Regions from separate parts of the Sus scrofa genome. Here regions 1 and 2 are each linked to region 3. Evidence: chromatin contacts called from public Hi-C and HiChIP or PLAC-seq data. All regions are on one chromosome and are shown on one strand. The core of a region is the stretch at or near the end of the contact, and the rest is flanking DNA. Distances in the headings are between cores, read along the strand shown. Region 1 has its middle 130 kb from the start of TNFAIP3. Region 2 has its middle 78 kb from the start of TNFAIP3. Region 3 has its middle 91 kb from the start of TNFAIP3.

What was found. Hi-C and Micro-C count contacts between places; a contact is called where the count stands out from the background. HiChIP or PLAC-seq counts read pairs in DNA pulled down with a chosen protein or histone mark.
Region 1: an H3K27ac HiChIP or PLAC-seq map of alveolar macrophages shows a contact between it and region 3, with 6 times the contacts expected there. The contact joins two enhancer-like sites. A contact is called at or near these places in 3 of 47 Hi-C or Micro-C datasets (all in liver) and 1 of 2 datasets of contacts at active chromatin or transcription factors (alveolar macrophages).
Region 2: a contact with region 3 is called in a Hi-C map of alveolar macrophages, with 4 times the contacts expected there. The contact joins two enhancer-like sites. A contact is called at or near these places in 1 of 5 promoter capture datasets (liver), 21 of 47 Hi-C or Micro-C datasets (adipose tissue, alveolar macrophages, blood and 10 more) and 2 of 2 datasets of contacts at active chromatin or transcription factors (alveolar macrophages and skeletal muscle).

The regions. Positions count from the first base shown.
Region 1 is chr1:26,616,323-26,619,886 of Sscrofa11.1, forward strand. No RefSeq gene overlaps it. Among named protein-coding and RNA genes, the nearest start is that of TNFAIP3, 130 kb to the left of the region's middle. Within about 2 kb of position 1,694, at least 12 of the 83 cell types and tissues checked have an H3K27ac peak or open chromatin away from gene starts, as enhancers often do. A contact at or near this core is called in alveolar macrophages, where this site is marked.
Region 2 is chr1:26,562,259-26,565,573 of Sscrofa11.1, forward strand. No RefSeq gene overlaps it. Among named protein-coding and RNA genes, the nearest start is that of TNFAIP3, 78 kb to the left of the region's middle. Within about 2 kb of position 1,788, at least 12 of the 83 cell types and tissues checked have an H3K27ac peak or open chromatin away from gene starts, as enhancers often do. A contact at or near this core is called in alveolar macrophages, where this site is marked.
Region 3 is chr1:26,393,250-26,396,882 of Sscrofa11.1, forward strand. No RefSeq gene overlaps it. Among named protein-coding and RNA genes, the nearest start is that of TNFAIP3, 91 kb to the right of the region's middle. Within about 2 kb of position 2,347, at least 7 of the 83 cell types and tissues checked have an H3K27ac peak or open chromatin away from gene starts, as enhancers often do. A contact at or near this core is called in alveolar macrophages, where this site is marked.

The sequences.
Region 1 (3,564 bases), core at 444-2,943, 220 kb after region 3:
TGGAAATTCATCACTCATATTTAAGTCCTTCCACCATAATGGTTCTGTCACCACATCCATGGAATCAGAAGGAAGTGTGGAGAAGGCAGAGATGAGTTACTTGTGTATCATACACAAATTGAAACCCACTAGTTCCCCTCCCCTCTCTGTCATCCATTATTTCCCCAGTGGTCCCAAGGGTGAAACAGGGCAACCTGACATTAGACCCAGGAGACGGAAGAGAGAGTTTGGCACTGACTTAAAGCAAAGCTCCTGATAAATATCAAATTCCCTTTCCTTTACATAAATACATAAATCATGTACTCAAAAAATTCTCTGTGATCTGACTTGAACATGAAATCAGATTGATACCTAACCTGCTACATTCTTTGGTCCACCAAAATGGGTTTAAAACTGAGATTTTGTGGCTTTCTAAGCTGGTTTAATGAGGAAGCCAAGTTTGGCTTTTCCGGGTTTTAAGCTAAAAGAGGTTCTGGTAAAAAAACAAACCAAACTTCCCCTTCCCACTTTGTTTCTCCTCTTTCATAGCTTTGCATTCTTCCAGAATATCCATCATCTCAAATTAGAGTGGGACACCCTGGAGATCATTATAAGTAGCAGAAACTAACTTTTTGATGTCTTAACTTCTCAAGTATTGTGCTAAAGGTTGTGTATTCATGATTGCCATACAAAGATATTTATGGGATGAGGTCTCTTTGATTGGAACCCTAGTCTTTTTTGGTCTATCGCTGCTTAACCGTAATCTGTGTCCAGGGCATTGTGCAATGTATCCGGGATTTTATATCAGAGGGAGCCTTGGCTTAGGTATAAGCTCTTTGTGAACAAATTCACTCTGAAATCCCAGAAAGTCCAAAGATGAGTCATCTGGTATATAGTCGCCCTGGTATATGAATCTCTGCTCACACTGTTGCTATCTAGTGTGTTGATCAGAGTGTAAATGAGGGCGTAGAGTGGGTGGTAGATGTAGGAAGAAGGCAATTTGATGAATGGCAGCTATTAAAATGAAACAAGGAAGGAGCAGCAGGAAATTTGTGGTTCAGGCCACTCTGCCATGTGCGGAGGGACCCTGTATTGGCAGCCACAAGCTGGCAGAATAAAGGAAATAAGCTGTTAACTTCTGAAGTGTAGAGGGTGGTCAGAGTTCTCTTTGAATCATAAAAACCTTACTGCACATCAGCATTGATTGGAAACAGAAAGGAGACAAAGTAATCAATTTTGTACTTGCTTTCCCAGATCACATAGACTGTTTCTAAATACACAGCAAAAGGCCTCCTCAAGAGAAAAAAAACACACCCCTTCCTCCATCTCCCTGACTTATTTGTAACTTCTGTCAACTTCATAAATTTGATTCCTTCATCTTTTATTATAAACCCATTTTCCCTTCATTTATCTTGCAGCGTGAAATACAGAGAATTAGAAAGAAAAGCAGTATTTCAAGTTGAAGACGCACAGTCCTAGTGCTGCTTTTTAAAAAAGGCAAGAGTGGGTCAACTCTGTGGGGGGCGGGGGGAGGAGGGGGAAGCACCAACTCTGTGCCAGGTTTTTTTTTTTTTTTTTTTTGTCTTCTTCGTGTATGTAATAATAGTGAGGTACTTCATATGAGCTTGCAAAATCTGATTTAGGCAGATGGGTGTTTGCACTGCTCTTCCTGACCGGAGGTGGAGGTCAGGGGTGGAGGAAGCTGGGATCTACAGCTTGAGAAAAGGCGGGGTTAGTTGGAGTGGACACAATGCACCCCCACCTCCTGTGGGTTCTGTGCTCTCACTGGCTTCTCATTCTGCTCTGGGTTATCTTTCAAAACCTTCTTCAAGTATTGTCTCTCGGGAAATCTTTTTCCATATACACTCCCTGCTCTCGCCCCAGCCCCCGTCATGAATCCTTTTCCCTGTGCTACTTTGAGACTTTGTGCGTATCTCAATAGATTGAAACCAGGGACTTGTATTGTTTCCGTGTCTCTCCTACTCGTGTATAAACCCTCACAGAGAATAGATGTCATTTTGCCTGTAATCCTGATAAGCGAATGTCAGAGCGTAGGGACCAAATAAATGTACCATTACTGACCAGGTTGCACTCATTTGGATGTGGCATGTAGGCAGTCCAGAACTTCACTGTTCCCTAAGCGCAGGATCAGTTGTACTGATGTTTTATTTTCTGGCAAGTTTCCCTCAAACCCAGTTCTGATCTATTGTGAAATGTCTTTCTCATGAACCACTTCCTCTTCCATCCTCTTAACACACATGCACACATAGTCCAGGAGGGATGTTTGTGGATTCTAGGCGGTGATGGGGGAAATGAAAATACCATGTTGCACTAACTCTAAAACACAGAATTTTCTCACCTTTTGAATTGAAATTGGGCATATCTTAATATCCTATACTGGCATTGAGGATTATTATACCCCTGAGATACTAAATGGATGGTATCTTGCAATTAGGATTGGCCGTGATTTTTGCTTTCTGAATTGTACCTCAGATAACACATCTTTCAACAAAGGTATCTTAGATTTGTTGAAATATGGTGCTAGTGGCCAGGTCAGCCCTACCAGGTTATATGGTGAATTCAGCATATGTTCCAAGTGCTGTATTAAAGAAAAAAACCCCAAACAGACTTTTTCATAATAGAATGAGAGGGGCAGATTTAAGAGTCAAAGGGCAAAGTTCATGTGGTAGTTATTGTTACTTCTCTGGCATCTGACCTACTTTGTGCCTATTATAGGAATACTTAATATGTAAAAATAATTCCTAACAGTTTTGGGGTCTTTACTCTGTGATAGTCACTGTGTTTTATTTTTTTTTTTAAATTTTAAACAAAAATAAAAATCCAAGCAAATATATTGATATTTCAACTGAATAAAGTGTGTTTTAAGTGCTTTTCACAATCCAGTTATCAACTCTCAGGACATCATCTTGAGAGGATTTGAATATGATCCCCATTTTTCAGATGCATAGAGTGAGGGTAGATGGATAATATGCCTAGGTCTGTAAATAGTAAGTGGCATAGCTGTGGTCCCTCTGACTTCAAAGGCCATACTCTTATTCTCAGTATGCTTTCCCCCTACTGGATATTGATTTTGAATAAGTGATATTTCTACTGATCTTGATGGTCATTTGCTTGGTCACAGTTATCCATTCTCAACTTCCTTTCCAAATTGTCTGCTTTCCCAGGCACCATAGTGTCCAGTGGTCATTAAATGACTACCTTCGATTTCATATTTGGGTAAATATTGCTAAACAGTCTGTTGGAAAAAAATATGCTCTTTGCTTAGTGGTAACAGGGCAAACTCTATCAAAATGAAAAATCTGCTAAGAATGGTTTGTGATTATGATGGTATTGTATTTCATAAGTGCAATATTGTGGAAGTCAAATACAATTTTTTGAAAGTAGAAGAAAAAAATGTAATCTCTTTTTGGTAGAATTGTCACCTTTGAGGTCATGGAGAAAAAAACAAGTTCAATGGGTTTGACTAACCTCTTCTGTTGGAGCTGAGATCAGTTTTCTCCAACACCAAGAATCCCAAGAGTTAGTTATCTTAAGAAATTACTGAGGAAATTCACTTCAGGTACT
Region 2 (3,315 bases), core at 538-3,037, 170 kb after region 3:
ACTAATCTACTTCCTGTTCTTGAAATATCTCATGTAAAAGTCTGGGATCTAGTTGGTCAGGCAGGTTCATTGTTAAGCTAAAGGGGTAAAGACACGGGGACAATCTTTCTCAAAGACTTAGGCAAGTTCGTAAAGCTGATGTTAGGTTTCAAAATCCCACTAGGGAATGCCAGGTGGTTATTCTCTTCCATCTTCTCAGATTTCTTCTGATATTCCCCCAAATCTCCTGCTGTGCCCTGCCTTCCTCACCTCTGGATATTCCATGCCAATGAAGAAAAAAGATTATGCCCTGGCAAGGCAAAGAGAGCACAGCCCATCAACCATTTGTGCCAAGTTGTCTTCATTTTCTCTGGGCCTGGAAGACTCGCAGCGCAGAGCTGTGCACCATGACAAGAGCAGGTGCTCAGTCAGGGACCACACCTGAGCCAGAAGCAGTTGAGTAAGAAGCACCATGTGGTTGCCACACCTCCAAACGGCAGGTGTCGATGTGTATCTTTTCCCCTTCCTTCTTCCTCCTTTGATTGTCACACCTTAGTGATCCTGTAACCAAATCTCTTTAAGGATAAAACCTCCAGGAGACACAGTCATCTTGGTGATGCTTTTTCTAGCCTAGTCTTGAGCACTGCCCAACACCCCCTGCCCCCCGTGGCTGCCAGCTCTTAAGGCATCACGTGGTCTTCAGGTTTTCATCAAATATCTTCACATCCTTCCATTATGTAGGTGGCACTTGGGAAAGTGCCCCTAACGATTTGAAATGAAACTGCACTCTAGGAGTTCCCGTTGTGGCTCAGTGGGTTAAGAACCTGATCTAGTGTCTGTGAGGATGTGGGTTTGATCCCTGGCCTCTCTCAGTGGCTTAAGGATCCAGTATTGTTGCATGCTGTGATCCAGATGTGGCTCAGATCCAGTGTCGCCATGGTTGTGGCTAGGCTGGCAGCTGCAGCTCTGATTCAACCCCTAATCCGGGAACTTCCATATGCTGCAGGTGCAGCCATAAAAAAAAAAAAAAAAAAAAAAAAAAAAAAAAAAAAAAAAAAGAGAGAGAGAGAGAGAGAGAGAGGAAGAGCGACTGCATCCTATCCATTAAATGAGGAAATAATTTCCAGACTAGAGAGGCTGTGTTTAAAACCACTGACAGGTTTATCTCCTGTCAGTATCAGCCTAACTTGGGCCTGGGACCTGGGTTTGGTGATTTTGGGGGATGGAAATACACCTGTCTCCACTGTTTATTTCCCCTCAAATGGATCTTTTTTATTCTGAGTCCCAGAGAATGGGAAATTGTTTTATAAATATATAAATATCATTTTTTTAAGGTGAAAAAAGAAAAGAACCAAGCACACCAGACCAGCACAGCCCTAGAAAGATAGAAAGCGACCCTATTGAATGGCTACTGGTAAACAAGGGAAAGTAGTCACATAGTTAAAGAAAAAAAAGTGTCAACCAGAAAAGGAATTCATCAGCAATGGACACAGAGGAAAAAGAGACTCCCAAAGACATGTGTAAGAAGAGGGCTCTCTATCAGTGACCATGCACTTGGTCTGTCCCGCAAGTTTATCTCCAATTTGAAGATGGACACAACACAGCTCTAAGCCACTGTGCCCTGATTACCTTGACTGCCATCCATGCTGACCAAGCACTTTGGTGATAAGGTAGCTTGTCTAGAAGGGCAGAGGAGGCTACTCAGGCCATCATGGATGTAAAATTCTGAATTAGCATTCTAGCTTTACACATCACTGACTTCTGGGCTTTGTTTGAATGACTCAGCTTTGCAAGTCTAGCCAACCCTGGGACACTTACAAGATCATTTCTGCACCTACAAGATTATGAACGCAATTTGGGGAAGTAGTGGGTTCTCCAAAGAAAATGCTGAGTTGTAGGGTCTGTTTTTGGGGCCAGCCAGTCTCCACATCACTCTCTAAAACTTCTCCACCCTACTTTAGCCTGCTGGGCCTAAACCCCAATGCTTGGGTAATGCACAAGAAAGCTATTTCCTTTGCTAGATGATTATATTGCTTCTCGCTGCCAGGCTGGTTGGAAATACCCTGGGGGCCTTGTTATCCCACAGTACCAGACACTTCTGCTTCTGGTGAGACAGAGCTCTCAAGAGCTTACCATTTGTCAAACATAGCGTAAATTCATTTAAAAAAAAAAATTACCAATACTTTTACAACTTCAGGCAAAAAGTTTCTGGGGAGTTTGGGTTTTAAGAGGAACTTCTCCTCCACTCCCACCCCTCCCACCCCTCCCACCCAGTTTCCCAATCTAGATCACATCGTCGGCTGCAGGCACTCTATCAACGTGGGATTTCTCTTTTAAGCATTGCTGTGTCGTCTTTTATCAAACAGAGGTGGCATTAGTCAAAGGAGTGGGCTGAAGTTGTTTCATTTCAAGAGTTGGTTGAAGCTACCATTTCCACCACCAAATTAAAAATATAAATGGGTTTAAAATGCACCCGAGAGCTTGGTTGGCTGCCTTGGCCATTTTCTAGCAACTTCTCTTCCCTTCTAGGCAGGTATTAGTGCTCTGAGGATTCTGCCCTGACAGCCATGAGGACACTTGTACAGAGAAAAGCCCGATTGTCTTCATTCCTGAAGAATAGTGCCTAATAGCACAGTGGCAGCAGTGTTCAGTGTGCATGTCTTAAATATTGGGTTTGGAATGTGATTCTGACCTCATAATGAACTATCAATCCTATAAGAATCTTCATTTGATATATGACTCAAGTCAGCCTTAGTCTGGCTCTGGTTGGACTGACATTCAGCAGTTCTCCGCAGAGCTTAGCAGTTGTCTGTTTCTGGTTTTATCATCTATTACTTGGATTTGCTTTCACGATCTAGATGAAAATCCAATTCCACCAAACGTGTGACGATCACTGGCAAAGGCTAAATTTTATCTGCTTATCAATTGACAGTAGACTCATATTTTTATAAACAAAAAGTAGCATTTTCAAGACTATTATATGACATTTCCTAAGTAGGAACTTTAATATGACTTGGAACCATTTTAATAATGGACTTTAAGGTACTAACACATGTTTTTATATGGCCAACATTCGCTTCTAGTTAATTCTAAGTTTTACCTTATCCATCTCTTAGTCACCTAAGGGAGGAATTGGCACACAGAGCAACTTTTTTGGTCTGGGCTGATTTTTGTTCTTGCTGCTAGTATCTACATTTTGATTTCAAGGGTATTCTGAAGGTCTACCAGTTTTCAGCGCTTCCAAAGCACCCACTCTCACTCCCACCACTTACCCCAGCATTAAATCAGAGCTCACTGTCAGGGTAGTGTTAGAAGGTACTTATTTGGTGCCATCTA
Region 3 (3,633 bases), core at 1,097-3,596:
TAACAGATGTTTTATAGGCTGGGCAGAAAAGCGGGAGACGCAAAGCTGAGTTTTCTTTCCCTTTCCTTTCTTCGGAGCACACCCGGATCAGGCTGAACGGTCTTCCCCAAACCACATAGAGTCGAACGTGCAAAGCTTCTGAACAAAGAGAACCACGGAACTGAGGGTAAACTCCCCAGGCACAGCAGAAGGCAGGTGCTTTCACTCACGGAGGCTGCGGGAACCGGTCTCACACTTGCCCCCCAAACCCTTATCACGTTCGATGTTTGTGCCAAAGGAAGGTCCCGTCTGCCTCTCCATCTCTCCTCCCAGGGAGCTCCCAGAATCGTTTGTGGGGATAATGGGCTTCTGATTCCAGGGCTGCCATAGACAAGCTTGAGGATCACCAGGCTCACCGGGCTGGCTTCTTGTCTGAAAACTGTGACAAGGGTCCTATCATTGTCTCCATCACCCTAAAACCTATCTTATTGCCCTGTTGCTGAAAACCATGTTCCAAGGCAGGTTAAATAAATATTTCTGAGCATTTACCTTGCAGCAAAAGAAATGCCCTGAGCCACTACCCTCTTGTAACAGGAAAGAGAGGTGAAAAAAATGAATTATCGGCATGAGGATTGTTACAGAGAAATACTGGCGCTTGCACGGGGGCACCCGCCTGGTGAGAGGATGCCCAGTGCTCAAGTTGGAAGAAGGCAAATGCAGATGGGACATGGGGGGGCGAGGGAAGTGGGCCAGGAATCAGACAGGTTAGGGGTTTCAGACTTTAATCTGAGGTGGGGGAGGGGCTCAAAGGACATTAGGATAGTTACAGGATCAGATGAGAATTTTGGGGGGAGTTCCTATTGTGGCTCAGCAGTAATGAACCTGATTAGTATCCATGAGGATGCAGGTGTGATCCCTGGCCTTGCTCAGTGGGTTAAGGATCTGGCGTTGCTGTGAGCTATGGTATAGGCTCTGATTCAACCCCTAACCTGGAAACTGCCATATGCCATGGTTGCAGCCCTGAAAAGAAAAGAAAAAAAAAAAAGCCTTTTAAAGAGATGCAATATGGCTGTAGCATGGAGATTGCATGTGTGTGTGTGTGAGTGTGTGAGAGTGATGGATGTGGGAAGGCTGGGACAGGGGCAACAGAGGGATGACTTTCATTTTGGATCTGCTGAGTTTGAGGTTCCAGCATCATTTAAGGGATCCAGATCCTTCAGAGCTTTTGTTAAATATCAGCTTGATATTTTGTGTAACTCCTCTGCTCTAACAAGGCAGTGGACACACCCATGTGTTGTTTTGTTGAACAAATACAATTTTGACCTTTGCAAATATCTCGCTAACTTTTTTTGTGTTGTGTTCCGTCTGTCCCAAAGTATTTGTTTTTGTTTTTTGTCTTTTTGCTATTTCTTGGGCTGCTCCCGAGGCACATGGAGGTTCCCGGGCTAGGGGTCCAATCGGAGCTGTAGCCACCGGCCTCCGCCAGAGCCACAGCAATGCTGGATCCAAGCCGCATCTGCAACCTACACCACAGCTCACGGCAACGCCGGATCGTTAACCCACTGAGCAAGGGCAGGGACCGAACCCACAACCTCATGGTTCCTAGTCGGATTCGTTAACCACTGCGCCACGACGGGAACTCCTGTCCCAAAGTATTTGACTGTTGGTTACTTACCTAGGTTAACGTCAGGATCACGATTTAAGGCAATTCCCCACGTTAATCCAGGAGTTCTTGAATCTGCATGGTTGACTTGATAAAAAATAATTCTGAACACTTACAAACTGAGAAGTTCCTTCTAAAGAGCTAACATGGGAGTTCCCGTTGTGGCTCAGTGGGTTAAGAACCTTACTATTACTCACAGGATGTGGGTTCCATTCCTGGTCTTGCTCAGTGGGCTAAGGATCTCGTGTTGCCATAAGCTGCAGCATAGTTCGCAGATGCAGCTTGGATCCAGAGTGGCTGTGTCTGTGGGGTAGGCTGGCAGCTGCAGCTCCAGTTTCAGCTCTAGCCTGGGAACTTCCATATGCCACAGGTGTGGCCCTAAAAAATAAAAAAATAAAGAGCTAACATATGCCATAGGTGTATTTGAAGGTGTTTTTCTATGCTCAAGGGTTTTCATGACTCAGATTGGTAACAATAAATTTGCCTCCTTTCCTGGGAGAAATCACAGGCTTTGGAAGGAGGGTGAATTGTAGGGATTGAGGGGGCCTTAGCTTTGGGTCCTGGCTCTTAAAGTCAAGAGATCTCCTCAATTCTTAGTTAACTAGGGCTGCAAGTGCCCAGCAGGACATTTTCAGGTACTTCAATAATTCTGCCATTTCAGTCCCATTAAGTCCATTTATTGGACTGGTGGAATACCTGAATTTGCCACAAGATGGCAGCACAAAGTTATTTTTAAAAAAGTATCAGTCTAGCGCTCACATAGAGAACTAGAAAGGAAACACAGCTAAGAATTTTTCTTCTTGTTCCTAGAGTTGGAAAGAAAGCAAGAAATAAAATATGGAAGGAAGTAACAAAGGAAAAAAGAAAGTTGGATGGAGGAGGGAGAGGTGGCAATGAAAAAAGAAAGTAAGAGAACAAAGCAAAAACATTTTGCAAATATTCAGCTAGATTATATTTAACTTAAAAAAAGAACCAAGCCACCAATGCAGGAAATTTCCGAGAGAGGAAACCGGTGTTATAACCACATTTATTCACAGCCTCGATGTGTCAGTATAAGATAGACATTTGACCTTCTTATAAAAGCAGTTGTTTCTTTGGGAAACTCTGAGAATGAATTAACATTTACAAGGGTTCTGGTCCCATTAAGTCAGTCTCACATTACTACAATTATCAGCTTGGATTCAAGAACTTAATGTATCTAGTACCCTTCATAGAGGGCTTTCACGTTGGTTTCCATGTTAAATTGTGTGGGGGATCTAGGAGACATTATTCAGGAAGAGAATAATCAGACACCCATGGCAATAATGCCTTGGTGCGTTGGGGATGAAAATGGTGCTACCAGCTCAGGGCTCCTAGAAGCACCTGAGCTGAGAAGAATTCTTTCATTGCTGGCCCATCGATTCTCCACTGACCACGCATCATGTATTTGACCAACAGTTGATCTCTTCTGGCTCTGTGCTCTCCCCTCTGTCTCATGAATCTAGCATAGCAGAGAGTTCAGGAAAGGGAGTGATCCTAAGAATGGTGATTGCTTCCTCTTTAGAGTGAGGTTTTTCCAACTTGACACTAATGACATTTGGGGACAGATAACTCTTTATTGAGGAGGGGGAAGGGCTGTCCTTCCCATGGCAGGATCCTGAGCAGCATCTTTGGTGTGTACCAGTAGATACACCTGTAACACCCTCTCAAGTTATGACATCCAAACACAGCTCCAGACATTGCCAAGGATCCCCTGGGGAGCAAATTTGTCTCCACCTCCCCATTTGAGAAGCACTGCTGTAGATAAACTCAAATTACAAAAATGAAGGAAATCCTTGCTAGCCCACTCATGGGCAAAACGCATACTGAATCATCAGACAAGTGTGTGTTCTTCAAATCTCTGTTAGGGTTTTCCAAGTATGAAATCAGACATAAATACCTTTATCAGAGTCAGGTAAGGTTCCGTATATGAAACAAATCAACAAATATTTACTATAAATGTGCTGTTGAGC